Linked DNA regions of Gossypium hirsutum: region 2 is linked to region 1. The links are chromatin contacts, called in public Hi-C maps. All regions are on one chromosome and are shown on one strand. Each heading gives the region's core, a stretch centred on a gene start, on an enhancer-like site or on the middle of the called end of the contact. The rest is flanking DNA. Distances are from core to core; before and after follow the strand shown.

What was found. Hi-C and Micro-C count contacts between places; a contact is called where the count stands out from the background.
Region 2: a Hi-C map of leaf shows a contact between it and region 1, with 2.3 times the contacts expected there. The contact joins the promoter of LOC107962914 here to the promoter of LOC121203058 in region 1. A contact is called at or near these places in 14 of 34 Hi-C or Micro-C datasets (callus, hypocotyl, leaf and 2 more).

Annotation. Positions count from the first base shown.
Region 1 is chrA06:38,879,432-38,883,813 of Gossypium_hirsutum_v2.1, forward strand. LOC121203058 (topless-related protein 1) reads left to right here and starts at 3,075. Exons shown (of 26, transcript XM_041115674.1): 1 at 3,075-3,222; 2 at 4,016-4,125; 3 at 4,212-4,382. The coding sequence starts at 4,031.
Region 2 is chrA06:39,145,467-39,149,843 of Gossypium_hirsutum_v2.1, forward strand. It overlaps LOC107962914 (trafficking protein particle complex II-specific subunit 120 homolog), which reads right to left and starts at 2,312. Exons shown (of 9, transcript XM_016899480.2): 1 at 1,777-2,312; 2 at 1,200-1,403; 3 at 898-1,080; 4 at 261-370. The coding sequence starts at 2,187.

The DNA.
Region 1 (4,382 bases), core at 1,825-4,324:
ATAAGTTATTTGTGGAGTTCTGGGTTTGAAAATTTAAAAATAAAAATATCAACTTAACTCCATTCAATGAATGAATATTTTACGTGTAAAGTTTAATTACCGTAAAAAAATAAGTGAGAACAATAAACAAATAAGAGTAACAAAATAAATTAAGTGGGTATTTGGCCTTTAAAATGTAAGACAATCTTTGATAATATAAACATCGACTCAAGGTAATATTCGAAATCTAAAAAGGAGAGTGCAATTATGTAATATTACGTTACCGTTGGAAATCAGTTCCATGAATCAAACATACCCTAAAATTATTTTTGGATTTAATATAGATCTAGGTGTCAGTTATAGATTTAATATCAATACAGGTATTTGTGATAACACCGACTATTTAACGAGGTTTAGGTTAAATGTATTATTAAATTTATAATTTAAAACTAAATATATTATAATAAAGAGCGAAATTAAGGGAAAAAATTAAAAATAAACCTTTTAAAATAATTGAAAATGATAGAAATTCAAATTTAAATACACTTTATTTTAAAATAATAACATAAAGAATGAATGGTGTATTTGGTTAAAAGGAACTAAGATTCACAATTGTAATCTTACATCTTGAAATTATATTATTATGTTTGGATAAATAAGATTACGCTGAACCAATAATATGTTATTATTAATAGAGCTAAAATTTGGTAATATAGGGGTAATGCCAAAATCATTCATTCTTTATGTAATCTTTACATTATATTGATATTATGAGATTATTGACAATTTTATTTTATTTTATTTTTAATGATTTTATTCTAAAACGCAATCACAATAAAAATTATAAAATTGAAATTTATAGTTCTTTGATATATTCTTCAAGAAGCATTTCTATTATTATTATTATTATTACATTCCACTTTTATAATAATTTGATCATTTTAGTCCAATTTACTCTTAAATAATTACAAATAAAACGTTTTAGCTAGAATCATATTTTTCTTATTTCTTTCCTATCACTTTGATCAAAAGAGATGCCTTAATTTCAATTTATTTATTTGAGAAAGAAGTTATGAAAATAAGTTACTAGATAAATAAACTCATTTATTATTAAATAAAATACTATAAGCTTGGACATTTGTGAAGTTGATTTTACCAAGGAAATTTAATAAAATGTGTTTTGAGTAATATTATATTATGTCAACTAAATAGTAAAATATTACATTCTAACTCAATGAAATAAACAGAAAAATGTAGCATATCCAATAATCTTACATTCCAATATTACTAGGTATGATGATTTATTAGGTCTCCAATTTTACAAAAAAAAATTTATTTTAGTCATTTATTTAATTTTCTCTCTCTTTTAGCTTTATATTAATATTGTTTGTCAAATCATCCCAAAACAGATAGAAAAATTAACATCTACTAACTTTGCTAACATGGCAAACACATGAATTGTCATGTGGATGCCATATCACCAATTAATGACCATTTAAAATTTAAAAATATATATATGTTTTAAATTTTAAAAAATTAATTAAGTATTGATGTCAGTAAAATTAATAGGCGTTAAATTTTCCATCAATTTTGGAGTGATTTGATAAATAATACAAGTTTAAGGGCTAAAAGAGGTAAAAAAATTAAATAAAAAGTTAAAATAATTTATTTTTATAAAGCTAGAGAGCCAATATACCATAATAATATTATCAAAAGTAATTTTATATTTCAGGAACAAAAAAGTATCATAAAAAAGTTGAGGGATAAAGAAACCTTTTTTTTATTATTATTAAAGTCCACAAAAGGGTAATTCATTTGACTAAGAAATATCATTCAATACAAGCGAATGTATGGAGAGCAGATAATTAAACCCAAATAAGAGCTATGCTCACCATCCAAACCAAAATGGCTAAGAAAATGTGCCACCTTATTGCTTAAACAGGCTGCAAAACTAAGGCTTTGCTTGGTACAATGGAAAAACTAAAAGGATGAAAAATATAATTTTTCTTTCCATTCTTGTGATTGATGGGAGAGATAGAAAAATGGAAAGAAACTTAGTAGAATTGAAAAATGAAATGATTTTTAAAAAAAACACATAATTTTGAACTAACATACATATGACTCTCATTTTCTCTCCCGTTATCATTTCAATTGAGAAAAATTATTTTTTATGCATTAGGACGGAAAATAGTCATCCCTCTTATTTTCTTTCCTCTCACTTTTCTTTTCAATAAAACACACTCAAAATTTATTTTTTTCCCCACTTTTTCACCCTTTTCTGCCATCCATCTACTTTTCCACTTAACCAAACATAGCTTAAAGGATAAAGCATAAAGCAAACCAACCAAAGCTCTAGCCTTATTTAACAAATAACTCAAACTAGAAAAAATCTACTTGATCATACTTAAAGCTTATTTATCACAAGTGCACAATCACTTTCAAGTATAATGTTGCAGAAGTCTAATAACAATAAAGAAACATTTAATCCTTGAATTTGATAATTTTTCCCATCATGATCATTTATCTTTTCTTTGTCCACATTATTCATGAAATTTGGCAGCTTTTTCCAATCTTCTCCTTAAACTTGTATTCCATTGAAGTGTAATAACATGGCATTGAAATTGTCATATCATCACCTAAATTTTTTTTTTGTGTGGATCTTTTAGATTTTTTATTAATTTTTTTTAAATATCAAGTGATGAAATGGTACTTTAAGAAAGTGCCACGTCATCAAACTTTAATGAAATCCAAGTTTATGAACCAATTTAGAAAGGTTTACCAACTCACAAAACTAATGTGGAGCCAAAGAACAATTTAAGGACCAAATGAAAAATATTACCAAATTTGAAGACTAAATGTTAGTTTATCCAAAGTTTTGATGAAATTTAAGGCAGGTAGGCCCCTGCCTCCTGGCAACCCGCATTCTCAATTGAGTACACCTGGTCAGTGTGTGTAAATGCCGTAACTTTATCAATCAGAAAAGCAGCGGTGGAGCCCACCTGTGGGACCCGCCACTAGTAACGACTTTTATAAGGCAACTGACTTATCATATTCCATTTTTACCTGAAAAGAAATTAAATTTCGCAATCTAGTCCCTGCCTGTTTTTTCTTCTTTAAATTTTAACTTTTTTATTTTTGAGTATTTCACTATTTCTCTCTATTTATATTCCATTTCAAAAATCGAAGTCTAGAGCTTCAAACACTGATTTTCGCCTGAAAATTTTCTTTTCATTTTCCACTCAGGTATGTATGATTCTTTGAAAACAGAAAAGCTTTTCCTTTTTCCTTATTTATTTCCACTTTTTTTTCATTTTTAAATTTTTTCCATCGATTTTAAGTTCAAAAGTAAAGGCTCTAATTGGTCAAGAATCAAGATTAGGTTTCCGTTTAAATTCCACGTTATTATCGATCTAATCTCGACCCTTTGGGTGATTTTGAATTAGATCAGTTCTTTCTTTGTTTTTTTTTTTTGGTTGTCTGCTTTGTATCTGTTTGTTTTGATCCTTGAATCGAATCTTTATGTTCTGTTTGGTTATTGAGAAAATGGACGAATCCTGGACGTAGAAAACTAAAATCATTTCAGCTTTGACGGTAACTTTTCGCTTTCTCTTTTTTCAGTCGGAGCTGCGTTGTTATCTTTGTTCGCTGTTTTGTTGATGATCAGTCTTGATTCTTGATATCTTTTAATTATAATCAGTTCAAATGGTTTTTAAAAGCATTACTTTGTGAAAGCTAAACACGCTAGAATTCACTCGAATTTTGAATTCTTTAAGTTAAACTGCACTAGACTCTGTTTTAACGATAATATCAAAAGGTATTTACAATAATTATCGAATAGGATACATATGCAAGGATACTCTAAAGATTACTATTTGTTGATTGGAATCTATTGACTCTCCTACTAAGGAATCTAAGACATTTTATCCAATTTGATACTTGTTTGCATAGAATTTGGAGTGCAGGTATGATCAATTTGTGTTTTCTTTTCTTTTCTTTCTTGGGTTGCCAAACTTACTCATGTTAATATTTGGTGAAGTTTCAGAGAGGAGGAATGGCTTCTGAGAAGAGGTCTGCTCTCAATAAAGAACTTCTTTTCTTAATCTTACAGTTTTGCAACGATGAAGGATATAAACGAACAGCTCATATGTAAGTTTCAGTTCAATCATGTTCTAGAATGGATGTTTTACTTCTATGTCTTCTGTTTTGATGCTTTGAACTGATTTGATTTGTAGATTTGAGCGTGAGAGTGGATGTTACTTTGACATGGAGTTTTTTGAAGACTTGGTGCTGAACGGAAAGTGGAATAAGGTCGAGAAATATCTTTCTGGTTTCACAAGTATCAATGACAACAAGTACTCGACCAAGATTTATTTTGAAATCAGAAAGCTGAATTTCCTTGAGGC
Region 2 (4,377 bases), core at 1,062-3,561, 270 kb after region 1:
GCTAGATAAATTTCCATTGATTAATAAAATATGTGCATAAATCAAACACTTTTTATTATGCTACACAAGATTAGGCTGACAAGAATAAGGTGCATCATAAAGACCTCATCCAATTTGCTTAAAAGAATATTCAAATGAAGATGGGTACAACACAAACATAAATATAACTTAAAAAGTAGGGGAATAGAGTGTAGATGCGAAAATCTAAAAATATGTGTAGTTGAAACTCAAAGAAGGTGCAATGGAAAGACACCAAATACCTCTGAACATTGTCTTGAATGAAGGATTTCCTATAATGCGTAATGACATTATTGTACCGATATCTAACCTCATCCTCTACACCTGTATCCTTCTGGCCTATTTGATCAACCTGATAATAAGGCATAAATAATTATACAGTAGATGAATAAATTTCATATCATATGGGCAAATATTTTATCTATATTATCACTTGCAGTTATGATGCAAAAGGTCAATATAGCCTAATTTAAAAAACATCAACCCCCTCCCCCTACAAAAAATCCTACCCTAGAAAAGTAAAAAGATAATAATAAAGTACAGAAGGAGGAACAATTTAGTCCTTACACATGGGACAAATCCTCAATTAGGAAAATAAAACATCACGAATTCAAATGTGATAAATCTTGGAATTTAACCATAGCACTAAAGTTGGTAGTGGACATAACTAAACATGTGTCTCGTTGTAAAACTTTTATGAGACACTTTTCCAATAGAGATTTCCTTAAAAAAACTTAGCTTCAAATTTCAACAAGTGAGTTGCTAGCCTTATCCATTTGTTTCTGTTCAAGAACATCTATAAAATCTAAACAAGGACATTTAAGGGTCCATACAAATATCATAAATAGCAGATGAGCTTGATTAACATCCTGCAATTACCAGTATAGCACAAACACTACCCTCCAATGCCCCAGCATACCAAAAGTAATCTGCAGTCAACCTGGCTAGCTCTAGTGCAGTAGTATAGTGAGCATTTGCATCAACAGGCGATCCTGCTAACAAACAATAATCCCCTATTGTCTTTTGTGCACGAGCAAGTCTTCGTTTTTTAGCCTTGATCACCTGCATTGTTATTTAATAAAAACAAACACATCACACACACACACACACATGCAGAAGTGCGCGCATACCCACGCCCATGCGCTCACAGACTAAAATGCATAAAACACCTAAACATAAACCTCCTCTGAGCTAAGAGTAGCTTGAGAATCTAAAGGCGTCTTCAGAAGAGTTCCTGAAGATTCTGCTTGAAGAACCCACTTCTCAAATTCCATCAGTAATGAAGCAGCGATATCTTGCATCATTGTATGTAAGTGAAACTCCTGCATTGTACGGTCTGCAGGAGGAAACAAAACCAAGTTCTCCCTTTTCTTACCATCATCCAACTGCAGCAGAAAATAAAGTAATTAGATCACGTAATTCATTAAAAGCTAGGTTTTGTTTAGTTTATTAAGATAAACAAATAGTAAACATAATAAAAGGTTTCAAAAACACAAATCATATCATTCTACTATGTTATTCAGACTTTATTCCCAAAAATGCTCGTATCTTACACCCAATATGGGTTATCATCCTTCAAATTTATACAAAAAACCTAAGCATTCACGACACACTAGAATCTAGGTAATATAACCATTCCTTCGACAGATTACTAATAATTAGAATCCAAGTCAATTTATAATAATCGAAACCAATAACCAGATATCAGCATGTGATTCAATGAGAAGTAAAATAGAAACCTTAATTCTGAGAACTAACTTGCGAATTGCCAGGACAAAAGGCGAAGCAGCGTAGAACTAGAGCCGAAGTGTAAATTTTGCAGGCAGCATTGAATTGATCGATGACGTGATCAAGATCTGGTGACGAAGGGCAGTGGCAAATGCCAATCACGGAGAGGAACTTGCGATAAGGCTGGAAATCTTCCCAAGGGCTAGGCGGAGACCCGCCCAACAAGAATTTGAACTGGAGCGAGCCTGTGTCCCAAGGCTGGTGGGCGAAAGGCGATTTCTGGTGCTCCGTGTAGAAGGAGCTGATGGTTGAGAGAGGGATGGTGTGGTGCGGAAGGAGCATGGAGTGGTAATCCCGCAGAAGAGGAGGGGGGACTTTGCCTATTGGAAGGACGGCGATCCGGATCATGCATGATGTCTCAATGCTCACGTCGGGTTCCATTGCCAGATCGGACGGAAGGGAAGAAGAGGCGCAGTGGTGATAGTGTGGTGGTAGGTGTATTAGATTAGGAACATACGAATCGGTCAAGTCGAAGAGGCACCTGGCCAAGTACGATTCAGGTCGACAAATGGGGTTGCAGTATTTAATTTATTTATTTTGTTTAAAAAATCAGAATATCATATAACAAAAAATAATATTATAATAAACCTAAAATTAAAAAACTAAAAAAACAGGAGACCAAATTCACTAAAATAAAATTAGAAATCTTAAATTCCATATGTGGGAAAGTATCTATAATTACGGATCTATAATTTTTTTAGAAACTGAATATATTTTAATATACAAATTAATTAAATAATTAAATAAAGAGGGAGGGAAGTCAGGAAAAGCCAATCATCCCTAATTACATCAACAGCCTATGATTAATATCTACCTCCATTGTAAAATTACCGCTGTTACTAATTAATTGAAATGTTCAACTAAATATTGTACAAACTATTAATATAATTACCCATCTTTATATTTATGGGTTAAAAAGAATCAATATAATTACCCATCTTTATATTTATGAGTTAAAAAGAATTATGAGTAATTTTAGATATTATTTTTTTAAAAATAAATATAATTAAAACTTATAATAAAATTCATGAGGTTTTTCTCAACTGCTTTTTAACTATTCTAAATTTAAATTAATCTCAGAATGATATATATATGAAACCATTTTGATATTATAAGTAAAATTCATCCTTCACGACAAAGTTCAGAATTTATATATTGTTTTTAGGTTAAATCAACATTTTGCCTATGAACTTGTAATTTTTCTCATCTTAGTCTTTGAATTTTTTTTTTCACATTAATCTTAAAATTAGACAACTTTTTTCAATTTCTGCCTAAAAATATTTTTTTTATTAAAAGGAGATGATGATATGCCATAATCTTAGAATGCTATATTATCACAAGGATCAAAATTGAGAAAATTTGTCAAGTTATATGATTAATGTGAGAAAAAAAAAATTCAAGGATCAAGTTGAGAAAAATTGTCAAGTTTAGAGATTAAAAGCGTGTTTGAGAGGGATTTCACTTGTATCTAGGTTTTTAAATTTCTAAAATTGAATTTACTTATTTTAGTAAATATATGGAAATTTTTCAAATAAGTAATTTTAAAAGAGATTTCAATAGCTCAATTCCTTTTTCAAAATTCCTAAGAATTTTATTTGATTTAATACACATGACCCTCTATAAGATAAAAACAACTTAAATTTCAAATTTCATTTTTATTTAATTCTAATAATTTATATTTTTTTTACAAATATGACGATATCCATGTTGAATATTTTTAAATTATTTATTTTAATATAATTATTTTTTTATAACTCCTTTTTATTTTGTTTTTTTTTTCAAGATATCTACCAGAGCGAGTTCAATAAATAATCATCCACATTTTGTAAATCCATTAAGGAGTAAATGCTGGCTATAAATTTTAAAACTGTTCTATACTCAAGACAAGCATTTATCCAAATAAAGCAAATACAAATGCTTCCTTGTACCATTTAGTAAATAGGTTGATAGTAAAAAAAAATAGGTTTAGCATTTTATTTATAATCTATATAAAAGCATAAATTTAAAGAAATTTTTGAACAAACAAAATTAAATTTTATTATTTATTATATTACAACATTAAAATTTAAAATTTTTTTTGAATGAAATCATAATATATTAATTTTGTAATTTTATGATAATATTAATCAAACTGTGAAAAAATAAAATAAAATAAAGAACACACAAATTTTTACGTGGAAACTCTTTCGGAAAAAACCTCGGGCAGAGGAAAAGAAAATTCACTATGTCAAATTCGAATAAATACAAGAGGAATAGACTATACCTATTTATAGGCTTGTAAAGCCATATTCTAGTAAGACTGAAACACCTTATTCTAATCAATATAAAATAGATGGAGTTTAATAAGGTTTAAAAAACCTTATTCTAAAATAAAATAAAAGAAGTGTAGTTCTATATGAATTTTACTTTTATTTTATTTTACCACTGTATTTTATTTAAATAAGGATTCGGGTCATTTAATTCTAACAATCTCCACCTTGACACGAATTCTCAATGAACAAGTTCTTCATCGTGAACTCTCAACGAACAAGTTCTCCACTTCTTCCATAAAACCCCTTAAGGGTTTAACTT